Linked DNA regions of Zea mays: region 2 is linked to region 1. Evidence: chromatin contacts called from public Hi-C data. All regions are on one chromosome and are shown on one strand. The core of a region is the stretch at or near the end of the contact, and the rest is flanking DNA. Distances in the headings are between cores, read along the strand shown.

Evidence for each region. A called contact is a pair of places that touch in the nucleus more often than the background predicts.
Region 2: a contact with region 1 is called in a Hi-C map of leaf, with 4 times the contacts expected there. The contact joins the promoter of LOC100383623 here to the promoter of LOC103641439 in region 1. A contact is called at or near these places in 3 of 25 Hi-C or Micro-C datasets (ear, leaf and tassel).

The regions. Positions count from the first base shown.
Region 1 is chr10:97,210,882-97,218,607 of Zm-B73-REFERENCE-NAM-5.0, reverse strand. LOC103641439 (zinc finger CCCH domain-containing protein 24) reads left to right here and starts at 4,880. Exons shown (of 13, transcript XM_008664787.4): 1 at 4,880-5,451. The coding sequence starts at 4,996. LOC103641436 (a long non-coding RNA gene) reads right to left here and starts at 7,419. Exons shown (of 3, transcript XR_004853202.1): 1 at 7,327-7,419; 2 at 7,113-7,231; 3 at 6,934-7,029.
Region 2 is chr10:97,364,634-97,372,359 of Zm-B73-REFERENCE-NAM-5.0, reverse strand. LOC100383623 reads left to right here and starts at 4,731. Exons shown (of 4, transcript NM_001366825.1): 1 at 4,731-5,729; 2 at 6,288-6,546; 3 at 6,632-6,849; 4 at 7,472-7,726. The coding sequence starts at 4,984. The coding sequence ends at 6,805.

The sequences.
Region 1 (7,726 bases), core at 3,631-6,130:
AACACGAAAAGAACCTCAGCACTCAGCCTTGGCAGCACAAGTACTGTGCCCGGACCCCATTAACGGCACGACAGCGAAGCCGACTACACCTCAAGTTCCTCTAATTAATCGACTAAGGGTGTCCCATACCACCCTCATGGTTTTACTGTTTTCCCGGATGGTCATCCAACGAACAAGTCCTTACGAAGAGGTACTCGGGAAACAGTCCGAGTCCCCTATAGCATCACAAGTTCATCATCATATGCAGAATAACATCATCGTATCATAAATATTCTCATCATGTTCATTGATTAAAGTAAAGCAATAACATGCTACTAATCATAGTGGCCAATTCCCAAAGGATAACCAAGGATAGGAAAATAGAACACTAGCCAATCATTAGGTTGATCATAGTATGTGGGGTAATGAATTATAAAATAAGTAGGACATAATGGGTCAGAGAACACTTGCCTTCACCAGGTTGCTGCGCAGGGAAGTCTCCTGCAATGCACTCGGGGACCACAGAATGCTTGTTGTCTACGCAAAGCAATCATTCATTCAACACACTTGGGAATAACAAAAGAACAATACACCAAACATATGCAACCGAGTGAACACAAGTTCAATATAAATGTAAAGACACATAGGTGCATTCTAGGTCTTATGGTAGATCACTATGCCTAATGGTCTATTGTTCTCTAACTAAGTCTACCTCAACAAATTACTTACTTAAATAAACTTATTCCAGGGATGGGATCATACATTAAATGGGATTAAGTCTACAAAGTTAGGCATTTGGATATTCATTAGGGTTTTACCCTTATTTTATTTCCAATGAAATTCCCATAGCCTTATTCTAACCTAGAGAGTAATCACAAAATTGAGACATGGAAATAGTGGATGGATGTAATTTAAACAGATAAAGAATAACATTATGAACATTTTGCAATTTGAACCACCCAATTTGAAGTTCATATGCAAAAGTTATGAAATTTACAAGTTTTGGAATTCAAAACCCTAAATCAGACAGCTTTTATTAATTAAATCGAAACTCAGGGTTCTTTCTACAAGAAACTAGGGCTCGACTGTAAAGGCTAAGGACGACAGGTTCTAATTCTAGGGAACCGAGGGTTTCTTTGACAAAACAACCAATCGAAGGGGTATCGGGCTTCCTCGGTCGTTGGATCTCGGATCAACGACCGAGATTAGAAATGGCGAGTGAACGCGTGGGCACGTGGGGCGTGGACGTCTAACGCGCGGGGCCCACGGGCCAGTGGCTCGTGCGGGGCGGTGGACGTGTAGCGGGGCGCCAGGGTGCGGGTTGGCTGACAGGAGGGGCCACGACATGGCTGGACCCGCTGGTCAGCGGCACCGGACATGCGCAGGCGCGAACGCGCGCTGGTGGATGGGGCCCGCCGGTCAGTGACCCATAGAGGGGGAAAATGAGGTTGGCATGGGGGAGACTGCCAGTGGGCCCCGAGTGTCGGGGTCCACATCTTCCCCGGCCGCGAACAGAGTCCTTTCCGTTGGCCGTGGCCAACGATGACGCAGGGAGGAGAGGGCATCGGGCGTCGGCGGTTGGCCGGAGGGGCACAACACGACGATGTAATACCACAGTCGGCCCTCACCGGTGAACGCGCAAAGGCAGAGAAGAAACAGGGAGAGAGAAGAAGGAAGATGGCCGACGATCCTTACCTCGGGCGGAGCTCGATCGAGGTGAGGCTCGGCCAGCGCTGGCGGGCTTCGGGCACGAACGCAACGGAGACTCGAGGCGAGGCGGTGATGGGATTCCGACGTGGTGTGGTCGCGGGGCCCAGCGTGGCGAGAGGTCGCGGCGGAGCTCCGGCTCGGCGCAGGTTGTTCTCCAGGCGGTGCTCAGGCACGGGCGGGCGAGAGTGGGCGAGCTAGGCGCGGTCTGTGAGTGGAGGTGGCCGAGCAGGGGAGCGAGGGGGGTTTGAATAGAGGCCGAGCGCATGGGCGGTTGCTTAGGGACGCGCTTCATGGACGTGTCCACGATGGCGCGCGCAGAGGAGGCGGCTACGGAGTAGTGGGCGAAGCTGACGAGCGGGACCCGCTGATCGGTGACCGCGGGTGCGAAGGGCAGGTGAGGGCGCGCGGCTGGGGCTGGCAAGCAGGGCCCACAGACTGAGGGAGTACGGACGCACGCGGGCAATGCGGTGGCGCTGACAGGGTGGGCCCACCGAGAAGAGAGAGAAAGGGGGAAGTGGGTGCGCGACTAGGGTGGACCAACTGGGTCGAAAGGCCGAGGTGGAGAGGGTCCTGTGCTGATTTGGTTTTTTATTTTATTCCGAATTATCTTTTCCTTTTCTTTTTATTTTCTCTTTTGGATTCAAATTCAAACATGCCACAAATTCAAATTGGAATAATTCAAGCATATGCATCAAACAAAAATTAGAGTTTAGGGTCAGCATGATGCAACATATCATACTACCCTAGATTTTGATCTACTAGAGTAATAATACATTTCCAATTAAATAATCTAAACCCTACTCAAAGGAAGAGAAAATAAATATATAGAGAGTAGAAAAGAGATAACACCTGAATTTAGTAGATATTATAGAAGAAATTTTATACCCCAAATTTAGAGTGTTACAATCTGTCTGTGTTAACTTTTTGTGCGAGGGATTCCTATATCGCCCCTCATGCCTAATTCTGTAGCGGGTTCTCTCGTGCTAGTGAAACTTTGGAAAGGCCTCGTAGTGCTACCCTGTCTTGCCTCCTCGGTAGAGGTGTATGAGATCCGTACAACCCGTGGCAGATGGGTATCACGACTTGTGGGTAAATATGCGCAACCTCTACAGAGTGTAAACCTAGTATATCAGCCGTGCTCACTGTCATGAGTGGCTCGATCCATCACATGAGTAATTTATGGAATTAAACTTAATTTGTCATATGCATTGCATTGTGAGATTTATTATCAATTGTGATATCTTATTTAATTAGGATGGTATATACTTATACTTAGTAATTGCTAATAAAATTTTGACCAGCTTATTAAAAGCAATGCTGAGCCTTAACCATTTTTCCTTGGTAAGCCTTACACTTCACATGAGCCCCACCGTAAGTGAGCTCATGCACATTGTTCCCCACAACTTGTTGAGCGATGAACGTATGTGAGCTCACTCTTGTTAAGCTCACACCAGGTCAAGAACAGTTACCGCTGGAGGAGCATGAAGGATACTACGATGAGTTCGGAGAGATCTAGACCATCGTCTCCGAGTCAACTATAGTTGCGAAAGATCATTGCCATCATATGATGTAATTATTTAACTATTTTGTATAGAACCCGTATATGTAATAAATATGTGACATTGATTTCTGTACATGAGTCATCATATGCGTGATACTTGATCATAACACGCATTTGAAATGCGCCCCGGTTTGCCCTTAAATATGGGTGTGACACACGTCCTCTCAGCTGCCCACACCTAACTGGATGTTGTCGAAGGCGTAGTTCTGTGAAGTCGTCTCCTTCACGGAGTCGTGCCCTCGCGCACATGTGAGTTACAGAAACGGGTGAGTGGGCCTCACTCGCCAGCTCCGTTTTCCCCGTCCGAAGCGAACTCATCTTCGAGTTCGTTGCTGATCCGACGATTGAGCAAGCTCCGCACCGCCCAAACGTGCCCCCCTCACACCTATATAAGCCACTGCAAACCCTTAGATCTATCCAAGACTTAGAAGCCTTTGTTATCGAGTTCTAGCAAACCGTTGCTGCTAGAATCACGAAGCCAAGCGTCGTCGCAGCGAAGACAAGCAACCACCGTCGTGTGGTCCTCAGTGAGTAGCGTAGGAGCTTCATGAAAGGGAAATGGGATTTAAGCCAATAGTTTTGGTGCTTGATGACCATCACAACCTTATAGACTAACTAGTTTGATAAGTGAATGAACGCAGGTCCATAAGAATGAAATTGGAGAATTGAATATGAACAATAGCTCAAACCAAGGCTAGAAGGGGAATAATTTGGAAAAGATGAACTATAAGTAGTTCATGAGTTTGGATAAGTTCTAAATACCCTTAGAAATGCTTTTGAGCACCTTAAAGGGATTGAAAAGATTAGACTTTAGAAAGGTGCATTGGAACTAAGTTAGAGCCAAAATTGGAATCTAAGACAGAGAATTCAAAAAGATGAACTATGACCTATACTAGTTGGACAAACTGCCCAAAAAGGATTTAAGTGTGCTGCTCTGTGGTGCACCAGACCGAGTTCGATGTGCGCCAAACCGGTTACATAGAGAGGGTTTATTTCAGGCTTTTGTGTGGGATGGTGCACCTGATCACTTATGCAAAGAGGCTATTTTTCAGAGTTAAGGACTTCGGCGCACCGGACTTGGTCCGATGAGCGTCAGACTTGTCAGAGTTCAACGACCAACTTTAGAATTCAATGGATAGCTGACGTGGAAGCACACGTGGCAGGGTCCGGTGCCACTGACAAGACAACTTTTCTATCAGAATGGTCACTGATCTCACAAGCGTGGCAGAGGTTCGACGGTGCACCATTGGTTGTCGCGTGGGGGGAGGGGGCGGTACAGACACATGGGGGGAGGGGTCGTGAGAGAGGGAGATGAATGGGGATTGATCCAAATAATATTGTCTATTGAATTTGAGTGGGTAAAGGATATGAGTTATCTAGCGATCTGAATCGTTGGTTTTGATGAGATTATCCAACGATCTAAACCTCTGGGTGTAATTTTTTGGTGGATTTAGTGAAAGTTATGGGTATGAGGGTGATTTGGTTGAGTGAGTTTTGCTAAATTTAAACTGATAGATTATATAGTGGCACGATGTAGTACAACCGTCGAAACTGTAGTAGATAAGAGAAAATAGATGAGGGAGACAACATATGGATCAGAATAGAGAAGGCCGTTTTCCAGATGAGAAAGCGAACAACTAACGGGCCACTTGCAAAAAAAGGCCCAAGACGAGAATTCCTTTCGTTGCGCGTTGCAAGTGCAAGTGCAACCCGCCGATCCGCGCACACAGCCGACCGCCGCCGCCATGGAGGACGTCCTGACACCGCCGCCGCAGCCGGAACTCGTCGGAGAGAAGCGTAAGAGGGATGAGACTTCGCTGGATGCGTCCATTGAAGACGCTCCAGCCGCCCCCGCCTCCACCGGCGGCGCCGAGGATGCGGCCGGCAGCGACGTCGCCCGGCACCCGATGTGGAAGACGAGCCTGTGCTCCTACTTTCGCCGTCGCGGCGCCGGCGCCGAAGAGTGCAGCCACGGGGAGTCCTGCCGTTACGCGCACACCGAGGAGGAGCTCCGCCCGCGTCCCGACGGCACCTGGGACCCCACCTCTGACCGCGCCAAGAAGCTGCGCAAGGTCGCCGCGGAGGCCCAGGAGGAGGCCGAGGAGGAGGTCACGGTGGATGAGCAGTCACTTGAAAAGTGCCTCGTCGGGCTCCCCATGGGGTGGACGGCTGATAGGCTCAAGCCCTTCCTCCAGGACCAGGCAAGTAGTACTAGTGCTGAATTCCTTCTTGTTCTTGGTTTTATTGGACAGTGTCTCGTACTGTTGAATCTAGTACTATGCATTGCCCGTAGGTATCAGCAACTAGAACTATATTTAATGCCAGAGCTCGAGAAGTTTGCTTAATCCATTGAAGCCTGAACCAATACTGATTCGATCCAGCAGGGGCGTCTAAGCGATCATGGTGTATGAGTGTTTTAGGCAGCTTAAGTGTAATTCGTATAGGTACATGTTGTTAAATATCAACACCAACACATTTGGAGTCTCATGCAGTCAATTTCTCCCTTATCCTTTAAAAAAGGAATAAGGATATGCATTCGTGAATCCTGTTAGTTTATGCTGAATTACCAACCTAATTGTTGAGAAATTTGGAATTATGCTATTATGAGAAGTGGGTTTCGCCGGATTGCCATCAAATATAGGGGTTTCGTCGAGGTGCCCGCTAAAATGCCATTTCGCTATTTAAGAAAAAGAAAAACCAATTTAATTTAGTTAAAGCAAGCAAGCTGATAGATTTACCATTCTTCTCTCCTCACCAGCGTGATGCTGCTCATATTTTTGATGTGCCCGCTCGGCTGCTCCTCTTTGCAAAGTTTTGCTAGGCGCTAGGCGGAATCTAGGCGATGACCCTTAGCCTAGGGACTAGTCCAGCCTAGGCTAGCCTAGGCGATGCTAGGCGTTTTTCTAGGCGTTTTGCTAATTTTTATAATATATACATTTATAGATAAAAAATAGGGAAGGACCAGTAGACATACCTTAGGTCCTTTGTCCTTGCAGATCTGCTGATTACTGAATCCTCAAGCACTGCTGCAATAGAAGTGGACAACACTTTTAATGCAATTGGGCATCAATACAAGTGATAAAAAAATAGGAAATAGCAAGTTAGGTACTTATCTGAGGTCTGACCCTTCTTTCATCCATTAAGTACTGATCAACAACATAGGATAGCCTTTTGAAATCACAAACATGAAGGGACAGCAGGCAGCAACACATATAAAATGCATAGCAGACTAGCAGTAAGCAGTAGCAATATACATCACATGATTCACTTCTCACAAGTCACAACACAAAACACAAGCACACAGCAGGAGTTCTAAGTTCACAAGTTAAAGATACATGGATGCATAATAAAAGCTAAAACATGACACGAAGCTGTCTCACACTTAGGGTTCATCCATCTCATACTCATCCTCATCTTCATCAAACTCTTCTTCTTCGGACTCAAAACTCTTCTTCATTGAGCTCTCTCACCCTTGCACTTCTACGCAGCTCTAGTTGTTCTTCTGCTCCCACTGCATCTCCAAGCACAGACCAAGGTATCCCTGTACCTTCCATGACTTCTTCCTCATCTTCCTCATCTCTAAAGGAAACTAATGCACAATCATCTCCATTCTCTTGGAGGAAACCTTGAGCTTCAGTTGTATCACTAGACAAGAGAACATCAGTAATTTTCTTGGACTTGATCTTTGCTCTCTTATTAATCAGCCTGTTGTTGAATTGAATGTAGACCAACTTGTTGAGGCGGTCTGTAGTAAGCCTATTTCTCTTCTTAGTGTGCACCTATAAATTAAAAATAAGAGCCCTTTTAGTTCTGCAATTTTATTGTAATGCTGCTGTAATTTTGATAAAAGATAGGTACTAACCCCATCAAACCCACTCCAATTTCTTTCACAACCAGAAGAACTTGCTGTTAAAGATAGGATCTTGGTAGTCATCTTATGTAGAGCTGGTGTTTCAGTTCCATAAAGCCGCCACCATGATGCTGAAATAAAAACCTCTCTATTAGTTAGTAGGTACAACAGATTGCTTGTTACAATGCTGAAATAAAAAACCTCTCTATCAGCAAACAACTGTTACCTGGATTATAATCAAAGTTTTCAAAAGTACTTGCAAGCTTCTTGCTAAATGGGCCTTCTCTATTTTGAAACTTCTGGAGTTCGATGTTGGCTGCTTGTTCTTGCATTTCGTCGTCATGATAATAAAAAGTCTCCACACAACTGATAAAACCTTCTGTTATTTTGGGAACATCAAAGATTGATGGGTCAGCATAACTGTAGTGTGGATTCAACAATTAAGCTGTCAAATGCAATGGAGAATCAAGTCTTCCAGCCATCTTCTTCTCAATAACAACAACACCATCCTTGAAACGGTTCTCAACATTGCCAAGGGCCTCTTTGACCTGTCTCTTTGCCTTCAATAGTTCTCCATATACAAAGCCCATGGATGGCTTCACATCTCCAACCAAACGGAGAACTTT
Region 2 (7,726 bases), core at 3,482-5,981, 150 kb before region 1:
GGCGGCGGCAGACGAGCAGAAGCAGCGGTCAAATTGCCTGCAGGCTCACGTCCCCTCCTGAAGCAGCAGGGGAGCCCTCTCCCACGGCGTGAAGACGACGCGACCGTGTTCCGTTCCTCGAACGGCTCGCGCACGCGGCCACCCTGCGAACCGCCCGTCCCGTCGCATTGACTCCTCGGCAGGGCAAGCGACGCCTTTGGCAGGCGAAGCGGGCGTCGTTTCACCTCCGCCATGATGACCGCGTCAAAAAAGGTGTGCCACGCCATTTAAATTCATATCCTTTTCCTCCTCCCCTTTCTCTCTCTTGCTACAGGGACCGGGAAAGGGGATATTTCGAAAGGGATCCTTCTCCGCAAAGGAAGCGGGCCCCGAGCCCTCCTACTGATCAGGGGTTCGAAGGCTGGCCCCTCAGAAGGGTTCGACAGCCGCCCTAGAGCACTCGGGCTTCAAGCCCATTACTGATCAGGGGTTCGAAGGCTGGCCCCTCGGAAGGGTTCGACAGCCGCCCTAGAGCACTCGGGCTCCGCGCCCACTACTGATCAGGGGTCCGAAGGCTGGCCCCTCGGAAGGGTTCGACAGCCGCCCCAGAGCACGCAGAGCGAGGGATGACTCTGGGTACGTTCGTTACATGGCCGAGGCTCGGGCTACGCTCCCGAGGTACCCTAGGACATTTCCAAGACCAGCAGGAGCGATTTTGTAACGGAATCCGATCAGAGGGAGGCATCGAGCCCTTGGACCCTATCGAACGAGTCTGGGTCTGGCAAATCACCTGCAGGTACTTTTGGAGCGCGCCTCTGGGCCACTAGCCGACCCTTATCGAATGGGGCACGGGCGTCCACTCGGATCACCCGTTAGCAACTCATTGGAGACACCATGTTCGGCGCCCTCCGAGGGCAACATGACGCTTTCCCCCTTCCTCCTTGCGGAAAGGCGACGAAGGGGCGTATAATAAAAGTCGAGACAGTCCTTGATTGTCCACTCGCTCCATGCAGAGGCTCGGGGGCTGCTCTCGCAAACCCGGCTACGGCCAAACCGTTGATAGCGTCAACAAACCAGCTTAAAAATTTGGAACCTGACCATGCACCCGAGCCACAATCAGGTCGCATGAGGGAACAACCAGGCCGGCCAAGGCATCACGAAAGGCATTAAGACCTCAGAGGAGTCAAACCACTCCTCCGAGGCCTCGGGGGCTACACCTGGCGGGTGCGCTCGCGCGCACCCACCGGAACAAAGTGTAACCGAGAAAGGCCGGTACCCTCGCAAAAAAGTGCGGCAAAGCCTCCAAGCGAGTACCAACACTCCCTTTGAGGCTCGGGGGCTACTGTCGGGTACCGTAATTAGGGGTACCCCCAACACTCCTAAACACGCCCGGTAACCACCATCAGCACAAGCTGCAGAGACTAATGGGCACGATTCAGGTCAAGGCTTCGTCTACTCAAGGGACGCGATCTCACCTCGCCCGAGCCCAGCCTCGGGCAGGAACAGTAGTCCCAGACGAATTCACGCCTCGCCCGAGGGCCTCCTTAAGCAACGGGCGCACCCTCGACTCGCCCGAAGCCCAACTCGGGCAGGCTTCATAGTGAAGCAACCTTGGCCAGATCGCCTCACCAACCGACCGTATCGCAGACACATTCAATGCGAGGATCGCCTGACACCTTATCCTGACACACGTGCCTCAGTCGGCAAGGTCGAAGTGATCGCAGTCACTTCGCCCTTCCACTGACCGACCTGACAGGAAAACAGCGCCGCTCGCCCCACTCCGACTACTGTGCCACCCGCCAGGGTGAGACCGACAACAGTCAAGTTCAGCCTCAGGCGCAACAGGAATCTCCGCCTTGCCCGACCCCCGGGGCTCGGCCTCAACCTCGGCCTCAGAGGGTGGTCTCCGCCTCACCCGACCCTAGGGCTCGGCCTCAACTTTGGTCTCGGAAGGAGGACTCCGCCTTGCCCGACCCTAGGGCTCGGCCTCAACCTCGGCCTCGGAAGGTGGTCTCCGCCTCGCCCGACCCCAGGGCTCGGCCTCAACCTCGACCTCGGGAGGGATCGCGTCCTTGCCCGACCCCGGCCTCGGCCTCAGGAGGAGTCTCCGCCTCGCCCGACCTTGGGCTCGGACCGACCGCGCCACGGGGGATACATCATTACCTTACCCCTAGCTAGCTCAGGCTACGGGGGAACAAGATCGGCGTCCCATCCAGGCTCGCCCCGGTAACAAGTAATGATGGTTCCCCGCGTGCGTCCATGACGACGGTGGTTCTCAGCCCCCTACGGAAGCAAGGAGATGTCAGCAAGGTCCCAGCAGCCCCGACAGCTGTGCTTCTACAGGGCTCAAGCGCTCCTCCGACGACCACGATACCACGTACACAGGGCTCTAGCACCTCTCCGACAGCCACGTTGGCATGTACACAGGGCTCAGGCACCTCTCTGTCGGACATGTTAGCACATAGCTACACCCCCATTATACATCTGGACCCCTCCTTGCATCTATAAAAGGAAGGTCCAGGGCCTTCATGCAAAGGGTCGCGCGGGAGAACGAGCTGACGAACCGGCTCACTCTCTCTCTCTCTCTCGCGAACGCTTGTAACCCCTACTACGAGCGCATCCCCCCGTGGCGCGGGATAACACGAGCCGAGTTTTCCTCCCTTGTGTTCCGTCTCGCGCCAACCCATCTGGGCTGGGACACGCAGAGACAATTCTACTCGTCGGTCCAGGGACCCCCCCGGGGGTCGAAACGCCGACAGGTACGGTTTATTTAAGAAGGGATCGTCCGATCAGAGATGGACGCCAGGGATCAGATGGCTCGTCCCGGTCAGCTTTCCCTGGCCGCCAGGGGCGGCAGCGCCCGTGTCCGCGGCGGGAGCTCACTGGAGACGAGGGTGCGGGCGCCCCGGGTATCCCAAGGCGACGAGGATGGCTCTGAGAGGTCAGGGGAAGTGCGGGCAGCACAAAGGCGAGGGTAACATCGAGGCAGGGCACCAAAGGGTGGTGGCCCACGGTGAGGCGGTTCGGCGCCGCCACTCAACTCCGGTGGGGAATTGCGCGCGACAGAGAGCAAGGAAGGGAAAAGGAGAGGGCAGGGAAGGTTTGTTACCTGAAGGGGAACCTTAGGGACCTCTGGACAGCAGCAGGGGCACGACGACGGCTCGGGTCGACGGCGGCGGCACCGCGTTTGCGCGGAGGAGGGCGGGTGAGCGCGGGCAGGGGAAATTAGAGAGGGAGAGAACAAATTGGTGTGCGTTCTGAGGTGCGAACGTCGAGGCTCAGCGCGCGACGTGGGCGTGAAGTCCCCGGTGTGCATGCGGGGCGTGCGAGCGGGCGGTTGAAGAGGACGGGGCTGACAGGCTGGGCCTGCGGATCTGCGGGAGAGAACGTGCGCGAGCGATGGCACCGACAAGCGGGGCTAGGCTGGCAGAGACAGATGGGGGGGGGGGACGGGCGCGCGAGCGAGTGAGACGACCCCATCAGGTGGGACCCACCGCGCAGAGAGAGGGGTGGGCGAGCGTGGCGTGAGCGGCCTTTTGCTTTTTCTTTTTCTTTCGAATTCTGTTTTCCTTTTTCTTTTTATTTTCTCTTTTGGATTCAAATTCAAATATGTCATAAATTCAAATTAGAACCCCTCAATCATAAGCATATGCATCTGTTTTGTCTAGGTAGGGCGGCACCGAACCCAAGTCCGTCTCATCAGTTCAGCCTCAACTTTGCGGCTTTGCATCCGACTTTGGACTTTAGAGTGCAGCAAACTATCTGTCTATATATATCATTCGGTTCCCCACCTGCTGCTGAGAGGATTTGTGTATATAACACACATTTTTCTTGATCTCCATTCATACTAATAAAAAAGACCACCGGATTTTTACAAGCAAGGAAGCCGTGTTGTTTCGTCGGTGCAGCCCGACGACGCGGACGTATCGTGTCGTTGCCCCACGCCACCTAAACACGCTAGGAAGAGCTGTCAGAGCATCTCCAAGAGAGGCTCTAAACATGGTCCTATTTTAAATATAGGGCTCAAAACCATAAAACATTCTTCCAACAGCGGCCCTATTTTATAAAATTTCATCAAATGGTTATAGGGCTCGGTCTCTCGGGTCCTAAATATAGTACCCATATACTGGAGCCCTATCCTCATTTCCACTTAATCTCCAACCATTTATTTCCTAATATCATGATTTATTTCCTAAATAGCATTATTTAAGGCCTGACTATTGGAGTAAACATTTCTTTTGAGACCCTAAACATTCTAAATATGGTCCTATTTCAAATTTTAGGACTCTATTTTAGAGTTTGTTGTTGGAGATGCTCTCACACAGTCACACTTGCAACCAGCTGGTCGGATCAGTCTCTCCAATTAAATTCCTTCTAGGTTTCGGTTCTCGCCTTTGCTAGTTGCTACCACCACACAGCAGGCTCCAAGATTCTGACCTGTTTAGATTTTTTGTCTTCCAAATCTGTCACCATGTATGCATTGTACTGTGCTGGCGTCGTTGGTTTCTCGTTGATATACCAAATCAAATAAAGGAATATAATGACCTTATTAATTAACTAGTTGAACAATGGTCAAACCAACGCGTGCAATGACCTTAATTATTTGCTAGCTGTAATAATAACTACTCGCTGGCGCTGGAGGATCTATGAGCTGTGTGACGTCACGCGTCCTCTGCTCTGCAGCTTCTTCTCCTCTTCCTTGCTTGCTTGCTCTTGGTCCACGGCGACCTCCTCTGGCCGAGCAAAGGAAGCAGACCTGTTCCCACTTCCTCGCATCTAAACCCACGTCACCAACCCCGACCGAACCTCCTCCTCTCTCTCTCTCTGCTCCACCTCCGTTCGTCCGACTCCGACCGCAGCCCAACTCCTGCTGACTTCAACATCCATTCCCCCGCCATTCGCGCCAGGATTACTCCATCTCTACTTCTACTACTTGTTGCTGATCCCTCCTCCCCCTCCCACCACCACCCTCCGCCGCCGGACCCTCATCAGCCAACAACAATAATGGCGTCGATCCGCCGGCCGCACTCGCCCGCCAAGCAGCACCTGCTGCGCCACCACCACCCCTTCGCCACGTCCTCCCCGCCCTCCTCGCCGCTCCGCCACTCCTCGACATCCTCCTCCCCACGCACCCACCACCACCTCCACCACCCGCACCCCTTCCTCTTCTTCACGCGCCGCCCGCTCCCGCGCTTCGCCGCCTTCTTCCTCCTCGGCTCCTTCCTCGGCCTCCTCCACTTCCTCTCCCACCTCCCCCACCAGACCCCGCACCTCCGCCCGGCGTCCTCCAGCCCCGCCGTCATCCCACGCCACCAGCTCCCCATCGACCGCCTTAACAACCACCACCACCACCACCACGACGACGACGACGACGAAAGCAACAGCAAGCTGCTCGTCGTCGTCACGCCCACGCGCGCGCGCGCCGCGCAGGCGTACTACCTCAGCCGGCTGGGCCACACGCTGCGCCTCGTCCACCCGCCCCTGCTCTGGCTCGTCGTCGAGGCCGGCGACCCCACGCCCGAGGCCGCCGCCGCGCTGCGGGGGACCACCGTCATGCACCGCTACGTCGGCTGCTGCGACAAGCTCAACGCATCCGCCTCCGCCTCCGACGACGCGCTCCGCTTCCGCCCGCACCAGATGAACGCCGCGCTCGAGCTCCTCGAGAACCACCGCATCGACGCCATTGTCTATTTCGCCGACGAGGAGGGCGTCTACTCCCTCGACCTCTTCAAACGTCTGCGCCAAGTCAGGTACTGCTTCCATTCCTTCCTTCCTTGCTCATCTTCTTCTTCTCCAATCTTCCCCCTCCACAGTCGGCCAGTCACCCCATCACCTGTTGAATTGAAGGTCCCATCTTAATTTGATGATGAATACATTCCTACTAGTGCCAATATTTATGGGTACCTTAATGTTTTGCGGTTGCCCTTATCCAACACGATTGCATTCAGCCTCTGGAATTCTTTCCGATTGCAAAGGGAGTCTGCTGTCTAATTTAGGGTCACCTTTTCCTGTTATATGCTGTCTGAATCGACTGAAAAAACCGGTACCTTTTCTTTGTTTTTTCTATCTGAGGCACAACACAATGAATACTGACTGCTGCTTGTACTGGACATAGGACTCAAAAGTTCTTACATTTCAACTCAAGAATGTTGGTTTTGTAGTCTAATATAACAGTAACATGCCAACATCAGATGAGAGACACGGGCCGGCAGTGAAATATGATGTTCTTTTTTATTGGAGAAAACTTCATTTATTATATAAATTAAACCCTGCTGTTGACTTATTGCAAACTCTCCTCCCATGATTAGGAGGTTCGGCACATGGCCTGTGCCAGTGATCTCCGAGAACAGAAAGGATGGTGTTGGTGTGGTGCTGGAAGGCCCTGTGTGCAAACAGAACCAAGTCGTGGGATGGCACACAAGCGAGCATGCCAGCAAGCTCCGTAGATTCCATGTTGCAATGTCGGGTTTCGCATTCAACAGCACCATGCTCTGGGACCCCAGGCTCCGCTCCCATTTGGCATGGAATTCAATCCGGCATCCAGACACAGCGAAACAAGGCCTCCAAGTAAGTTCTTGGTTTCTGTCTTCTGACTGTTCAGTTAATCTATTCGTACGTGCCGCATCTGAGATGGTTGTTACTTTCTTTGCAGGCAACAACCACGTTCGTGGAGCAGCTAGTGGAGGATGAGAGCCAGATGGAAGGCATACCCGCTGACTGCTCCCAAATAATGAACTGGCATGTGCCGGCTGGATCTGAGAATCTCGCCTATCCCAGAGGATGGCGAGTTGCGGCGAATCTGGATGTGATCATTCCTCTTAAATAGTATTCAACAGCTATGTTCATCAAAGCAACTGACTCCTTTGACAGGTTTGTTTTGTACCTTCCTGAAATCTGCTCTGGTTCTCTACATATACAGATGGGTTCTTAGTTGGTACCCATTTCTTACATCCTTCAACTTCACGCTTACCATATAGTATACAGAAGGGCCATTGGGTCCCCTTTCAGTTGTCTTTAGCATTTCAGCGACATCTGCTCCACAAAATCACGGCGTGTGGCGTCTCAACGAACGCTATATTAAATTAATTGTTTTCTGATTGCGACTCATTTCAGCTCTGCATTCATGATCTGCTCTGGAACCCATATGGTTGATTACAGCCAACTTTTACTTCCTATGCCCTCTTTGTTAGGTTTTAGGTTGGAAACATTTGCGTCATATCATCTATGCCTTTCATTTCTGTATCTGAAAAAAGTGTGAAATAGATCAGCTCAGCTTCTTTTCCAAAGCATAAATAATTCAGGTAATGGAATGCATTTCAAAAGCATCCAATAATCTCTAGCATATCTGCTAACATGATTGATTGGGGGTGTGGCCCAAATTTCTTTTTGTCTGCATCCATCGTCTTTATCCTTTCCACTTGTGAATAAGTTCACATCATGTCTAATATTTTTCTTACCTCAGCTATAGCTAATTGCCGTTGCTGTTTTCCAGGCATATACTATAGAAATTAAGCCATGAAGTTTTGGCTTATATAGCGCAGAGGAATCCCAGGTTGACTACATTGGAGAAGCAGCTCTTCAGAAGGGGAGGAGGCTTTCAGGTTCTGCGCAACCTCATGCAGAATTTCTGTTGTTATAGTCCAACTTTTGGGAAATATTTTGTAGGATGAAAATTATATGAAGCCAGTCATCTTGCTGCAAAGCCGTGCATTGTATATGTTCATGTTGTTTGTATTCTTTCTTCTTC